Regions from separate parts of the Canis lupus genome. Here region 2 is linked to region 1. A link is a contact called in public Hi-C data. All regions are on one chromosome and are shown on one strand. Each heading gives the region's core, a stretch centred on a gene start, on an enhancer-like site or on the middle of the called end of the contact. The rest is flanking DNA. Distances are from core to core; before and after follow the strand shown. Region 1 holds the start of TSC22D2 (TSC22 domain family protein 2). Region 2 has its middle 56 kb from the start of TSC22D2.

What was found. A called contact is a pair of places that touch in the nucleus more often than the background predicts.
Region 2: a Hi-C map of tumor fibroblasts shows a contact between it and region 1, with 4 times the contacts expected there. The contact joins the enhancer-like site here to the promoter of TSC22D2 in region 1. A contact is called at or near these places in 3 of 9 Hi-C or Micro-C datasets (amygdala, blood and tumor fibroblasts).

What each region holds. Positions count from the first base shown.
Region 1 is chr23:45,606,139-45,609,526 of UU_Cfam_GSD_1.0, forward strand. TSC22D2 (TSC22 domain family protein 2) reads left to right here and starts at 1,813. Exons shown (of 4, transcript XM_038571204.1): 1 at 1,813-3,388. The coding sequence starts at 1,982.
Region 2 is chr23:45,662,423-45,665,810 of UU_Cfam_GSD_1.0, forward strand. No RefSeq gene overlaps it. Among named protein-coding and RNA genes, the nearest start is that of TSC22D2, 56 kb to the left of the region's middle. Within about 2 kb of position 1,764, at least 3 of the 20 cell types and tissues checked have an H3K27ac peak or open chromatin away from gene starts, as enhancers often do.

The DNA.
Region 1 (3,388 bases), core at 563-3,062:
CACAGCCGCTCTCTGAACTGGGAGAGGAAAGGGTGCTTTCTGACTTACTCTGGTTGTTCATGGCCCAATTCAAACCTTGTAACACTCTGGCTCCAACTAAGGGTTTTAGGATAAACAAAAGAAAGAACTACAACTATTTAACGCGGTAGGCTCTACATTTATGGAGCCCGTAAGCTGCTTTCTTGTTGAAAGTAAAAAAAAAAAAAAAACAACAGTCTCGGGAGTTTAAATGAACTCTTCGACGCTGAAATCACAGCAGAGTCAGGAAAATTAGGAATAGGCTGGTAACCTCTCATCTTTTTTTAAACTGACCTCACCCTGGGCGAATAACCATCTCCTGATGCCATTGTTGGAGACAGAATTTCTGGCTGAAAAGATCAGTTTTCTGACTCAGTCTGGCTTAGCTGCTCTTGGTTAATCATCCCCATTTCGCCTCTGACTCTAGTGGTCAGCATTTATCTGCAGACTTTTTTAAGGGACTCGCTCCCCCTAAGCAGCGCCCCTCTCTATCCTGCCTCAATCCCCCCTCACCCCCATTTCTATCGCCCCCTGTTTCTCTTAAGATTTTTTTTGCTAAACATTAGACACAGCACATGACCTCCATCCAGCGTTCCGGCGTCTCGGAACAAAACCTGCTGGCGCGGTCGTCCGGCTTCTCCAGGCTGCGCATTTAGGAGGCTTTGCGCTCTTCAACTCCTAAAGACCTGAAGCGTAAATGCTCAATTCAAAAAAAAAAAAAAAAAAAAATTTAAATTTAAAAAAAAAGCTCCCTTTTTTATTTTTTTAAACCTTTAGCCCCGCCCACCCTTCCCCTCCCCTCCCCTCCCCAAGCCTCCACGCGAAACTGCAGGAAACCGGAGGGGGCGGGGCGCTGACGTCACGACGCCGGCGCGTCACGGAACGGCGGCGGCTGCGGCGCTGGCGGTGGCTGCGGCAGCGGCGGCATTTTAGTCGACAGAGGCGGCGGCGGCGGCAGCGGGGCTGCTGCTCCTCCCAGCATCCCTGGCGCGGCCATTTCAGCCCCATCTTGGCCGAGGGGAGGGAGCTGCAGCCGCCGCTTGAGCAGTTTGAATTTTCAGTTTCTCCGGGGTCCGCCGACCCGGCGCACCGAGGAGGAGCCGAGGAAGCTCCCGCCGCTCGCTACCTCACGCAGCCGGAGCGTCTCCGCTCGCCGCCGCCGCCGCCGCCCCTCAGTCTTCTCAGGAGCCGCGCGGGGAGGCCGCCGCCGCCGCCGTCGCCGCCGCCCGCGGGGTGGCTCCCCCGTGAGGGGAGGACCGCGCCGGCCTTCCCTCCCTCCCCCGGAGCGGGCTTCCGCCGGAGACGGCCGACATGGCCCCGGGGCTGAGCTCCGGCTGACGCCGGGGAGGAGGGGGCCGCCCGCGGACCTTCAGCCCGCCCCAGCCCGCCCCAGCCCGCGGCTCCGGCCGGAATCCGGACTCCCCGGCTCCGGACTCGCCGCCGCTTCCCCTGCTTCCCGGCGCTGACGAGCCCGAGCGGGGCCGCGCCGCCCCTCACGCCGCCCCTCGCGCCGCCGCCGCCGCCGCCGCCGCCCCGCCGCCCTCCCGCCGCCCTCCCGCCCCCGGCCGAGGCCTGCGGACCGCGCCGAGCGCCGAGCTGCGCCGACCACGGCGGCCCCGGCGCCGGGAGCAGGAAGCCGGCCGCCCGCCCCTGCCCTCGCGCCCGCGCCCGCGCCGCCGCCGAGGGGATTGAATTGAGGCGCCGCGGCTGCGGGAGGCGACGAGGAAGGAGGAGCGGCCGCGCGAGGGCGTCGGGGGGCAGAGCCGGAGGAAGCGGCGCGGAGGGATGCGTCCCGGAGCGGCCGGCGCCCCGAGCGGCCGGGGGCTCTGAGCAGCGGCCGCCCGGCCTCCCCGACCCCAGCGCGGACTCGGACTTTGCCTCCTGGGGGCCCCCCCTTGCCGGTTTCCGGCCACACCGCGGAGGAGCCGGCGCGCCTCTCCGCCCCCCGCCGGCCTCCCTCACCATGTCCAAGATGCCGGCCAAGAAGAAGAGCTGCTTCCAGATCACCAGTGTCACCACCGCCCAGGTGGCCACTAGCATCACCGAGGACACCGAGAGCCTGGACGACCCGGACGAGTCGCGCACAGAGGACGTGTCCTCCGAGATCTTCGACGTGTCTCGGGCCACCGACTACGGCCCCGAGGAGGTCTGCGAGCGCAGCTCCTCCGAAGAGACGCTCAACAATGTTGGGGATGCGGAGACTCCCGGGACCGTGTCCCCGAACCTCCTGCTGGACGGACAGCTGGCGGCCGCGGCGGCGGCTCCCGCCAACGGAGGAGGAGCCGCGGCGGCCCGGAGCGTGGCCGGCGCGCTGGCCGGTACCCCGGCGGCCCCCTCGGCGGGGGCACCGGGCGCCCCCCCGGCGGCGGGCTCGTCCGCCGGGCCTGGGACTGCGGCCCCAGCACAGCCCCCCACCACTTGCAGTTCCCGTTTTCGAGTCATCAAGCTGGACCACGGGAGCGGGGAGCCCTACCGACGCGGCCGATGGACGTGCATGGAATACTATGAGCGGGATTCAGACAGCAGCGTCCTGACCAGGTCCGGGGATTGCATTAGGCACAGCAGTACTTTCGACCAGACTGCGGAGCGGGACAGCGGCCTGGGCGCCACCGGAGGGTCGGTGGTGGTGGTGGTGGCCTCCGTGCCGGGGGCGCACGGGCCCGACTCGGGAACTGACAGTTCCCTGACTGCTGTGTCACAGCTACCCCCGTCGGAGAAAATGAGCCAGCCCGCCCCGGCCCAGCCGCAGAGTTTTGGCGTTGGGCAGCCACAGCCACCGCCGCCCGTAGGTGGGGCTGTGGTTCAAAGCGCGGCTCCGGTGCCGCCGTTCCCGGGAGCCGCGGCCGGGCCACAGCCAATGATCGCGGCCCCGCAGCCAAGCCAGCCCCAGGGAACCGGCCCCGGCGTCCTCCCGCAGGGCCCCAGTGGACAAGGGCTGCCGCTGACGAATGTAACCCTGCCGCAGCAGCCGGGCCCCGCGGTCGGCGCTCCTGCGACGCAGCAGCCCCAGCCGTTCGCGTACCCCCAGCCTCAGCTACCGCCCGGGCATTTGCTGCCAGTCCAGCCCGCGGGGCAGAGTGAGTACCTACAGCAGCACGTGGCCGGCCTGCAGCCGCCAAGCCCCGCGCAGCCCTCGTCCACCGGCGCCGGAGCGAGCCTTCCCGTGGGCGCCGGCCCGACTGCCGCCGCGGTGGGGGCGCAGATAATGGGCGTGGCTTCCCTGCCCGGCGAGGCCGTGGCCCCGGGGCCGGGACCCGCGCCCGGAGGACAGGCGGCGCCCGGTCAGCCGGCCGGAGTGCCCCTGGCTGCTCTTGGATGCGCGGTGCAGCCGGGCCTGGTCCCCCCTGGGACCGTGCAGCCCCAGTCCGTG
Region 2 (3,388 bases), core at 514-3,013, 56 kb after region 1:
AAATCTAGTTTATGTCTACATTTCCTTGTTTAAATTTTTTTATAGTGCATTTATCAGAATTTGGATCAAAGTAAGGTCCATACAGGGCAACTGGTTGTCATGCCTCTGAAGTCTCTTTTAATCTAGAGATTCCCTACTCCCTTCTTTTTCCCTGGAAGTTCTTTAAAAATCAGTGTCATTTGTCCTGTAGCTTTTCCAAATTCCATTTTTTCCTGATTACATTCTGGTACAATCATCTGTCCCCTGGAGTTAGTTTAGATCTAGAAGCCTAATGAGATTCAGGTTCATATTTTGCCCAGATTAATTCATAAGTGGTGGTGTATACTTCCATCATATAATGTCTGCTTGTCCCTATTTTGTGACTTGGGTATCAATTAATAATCACTGTCCAGACCAGTAACCTTTTAATTCTATCATTCCTTCTTACTCATAAGTGAAGTCACTTCTCGAAGAAGAAACTCACCCTTATGAGCTATTCAGTTACACAGAGGTATGGTTCCTTAAGGAAGACAGAGACATAAGTCTTTCCTTTTATTTCTCAGTTTTCAAAACAATGAGTTGCACACCTACAAAGGAATAAAAATAAATAAGGAGTGATTAACGAAGACTTACTCTGATCTTTATTCTGAGAAGTGAGAATTAAGTGAGTTGACTTAGGACTTCTATTTCAGGTGTTGGTAGAGAGAAGCCAGGAAACTCCCAAAAAGCTGGGAGATGGGAAATGGCAACCTAAAGACTTGCCTGTTTTCAGCTGAGTCTGGGTGTAACTTCTGAACGGGAGTACCTTGAGAGAACACAGGTAGGAAGTCCACCTCTGGGCAGGGTGGGGGCTGGCTCGGAGGCACTGTTGGGCAGACAGGAAAATCAGGGCAGGGTGCCCTGAGCCTGCAGAGAATGAAGAGTTACACAAATGAGCAGCGGACTTTTGTGTGTTTGCTTTCGACCGCATGAATCCTGGAGATGCTTACCCTTCCAAGTCGGGAGGTTTCCTAAGAGACACAGCATGGGATGAGGGATATTTAGCTTATGCAGCATGTCCTCTAAGCAATGCAGTGAAGAGCAGCAACACTGGTGCCCATGTGTCCTATCATCTTTATTAACCTTGTCTTGACTCTCCTGCGACTCAGTTTTATCATTTTCATGATATTACCCCGGACACAAGAAGAGGTTTCAGTGTTGGGACATCAGCTTAAGAACCTAGGTGGTGGACACAAGAACCTAGGTCTGTACAGCCCTCCTAGCAACCACTCCTCTCATCCACCCTTCTTAGGTCCTACTTCTCTCCCTTGCTTCTCCCCTTTCCTCCTCCATCCTATCCTGCCCCCCCGCCCTTTGACTGTCTTCCTGAAGCACTCACTAAGATCAAAAAGAACCTCCTTCCTTGAAATATCAGCCTCTTTTTCAATGTGACTCTGGGGACGCCCGGGTGGCTCAGTCCGTTAAGCATCCTCCTCTTGGATTCAGCTCAGGTCCTGCTCTCATGGCTCTGGAGATCAGCCGAGGTCTGGCTCCCTGCTCAGCCGAGTCTGCTTGGACACTCTCTCCATCTGCCCCTTCCCCCATTCCTACTCTCTGTCTCACACACACACTCTCTCTCAAATAAATACATCTTTAAAAAGAAAATAAAAATACATGGGACTCCTGAAGACTACTCTGTCCTGTGCTCCAGAAAAAAAAAATGAACAAGTGAAGACTTGGCCCCGGTTGCAGAGACACATCCGCCTTCTTGCTTCCAGGACCTCGAGTTCCAAACCTGTGAGTCTTGGCTTTTTCACTGACTTCAGCTTCCCCGAACCCATCCCCTTTCGGCATTAGGCAATGCCTGTGATGACAGCTGACTCATCCGGGAATGCAGCTTTCCTGGAAGTTTCCTCTGCTTAGATAATCACACCGTGGGGGGTGGGGGGAAAAACACTGGTTAATACAAGATTTTTTTTTTCAGGTCTCACATTTAATTCTTTAATCCATTCAGAGTTTGTTTTTGTGTATGGTGTGAAAAAGTGATCTAATGTTAGAGATGAAAAAATGAAGATGAAAAAATGTTAGCACAATGTAGAGAGTGTCAGAGGAGAAGAAAAGGCATCAGGGTCCTGGGGCCAATATGTACTTAAAATTTAACTAAGAAACATGGCACAGAAGGCTGCCAACGCCTAGAGCCGGGAGCTGAGAGGTATAGAACTAAATGAGAATCTACCTTTGCCCGTTGATAGCCGGGCAACTTCAAACCAGGCCTCCCTCAAAGGTAGCTGAGTGAGAGCAGAGACTCCTTTTTTATTTACAGTTGCAGTACTTAGTACTTTCATTAAATGGATGGAGAGCTACGTGGACGAATGAATGAGGATTCACATTTATGTTAAATATTCTTTATTCTTGAGTTTTCTGGTCTGTAAATGCAGCCTGAGATAACCAGATCATAGGTTTGTTGTGAGGATTAAACAGTATGAAATATGTACACACTCACCTGGGACCTGGCCTGCTGGATACGTGCAATAAATGTTTGTCTTGCTTTCCTTTCTATCCCCGGTTGGCCATCCGACAGAGGCCAGGCTCTGTTTCCTCATCACTTTTTGACCGAAAGGTCTAGGGAAAAGGCTGAGTGATTTTGAAGCCCTGGAAATAGCACCTATGATAATTCAGGTCACCTCCAAAACCTTTTTTTCACCTTTTATCTCCTCCTCCTAACTATCCTATTGTAAGGTTTGGAAACGCAAGTATTTTGCTCAGTTCAGATGGGGAAACAGGTTCAGGGAATCCTGAGAGCTTGTAACCCGCCAAAGATGTCAGATCAGGTTGGTGGTAGAACTAGATTGCAGGCTGTGGTTGCCGTATCCCATGCTTTTCTCCCTGGTGGACTCAAATGGGTTGGAAGTCACCAGAAAAAGAGCATTCCTTTTGTGGAACAAATAATGTTGAAGCTGCATACAAATGATTCCTACTCATTGATTCATCTATTTTATTTCATTGAGGCAGCTCTGTGATTCAAAAGATGGCCACATGGGATACATAAAGTGAGAATAATACGTGACAATATATCCTCCTCGGAATGAAGAAAGGTAAGTCGCCAACCCTGGAATACCAACCACACTGCAGTCAGCTCACTGACACCTCCGACTTCTGCAGCCTCGGTGCAGGGGAGAGGTGCTATTTGTTCATTTGTTAGAAATGTGTAATCCAGGGGATCCCTGGGAGGCTCAGCGTTTGGCGCCTGCCTTCAGCCCAGGGCCTGATCCTGGAGACCCGGGATCGAGTCCCGCATCAGGTCCCTGCAGGGAGCCTGCTTCTCCCTCTGCCTGGGTCTCTGCCTCTCTCTCTGTGTCTCTCATGAATAAATAAATAAAATCTTTTTTTAAAAAAAGAAGAAAAGAAAAGAAAAAAAAAAGAAAAGAAA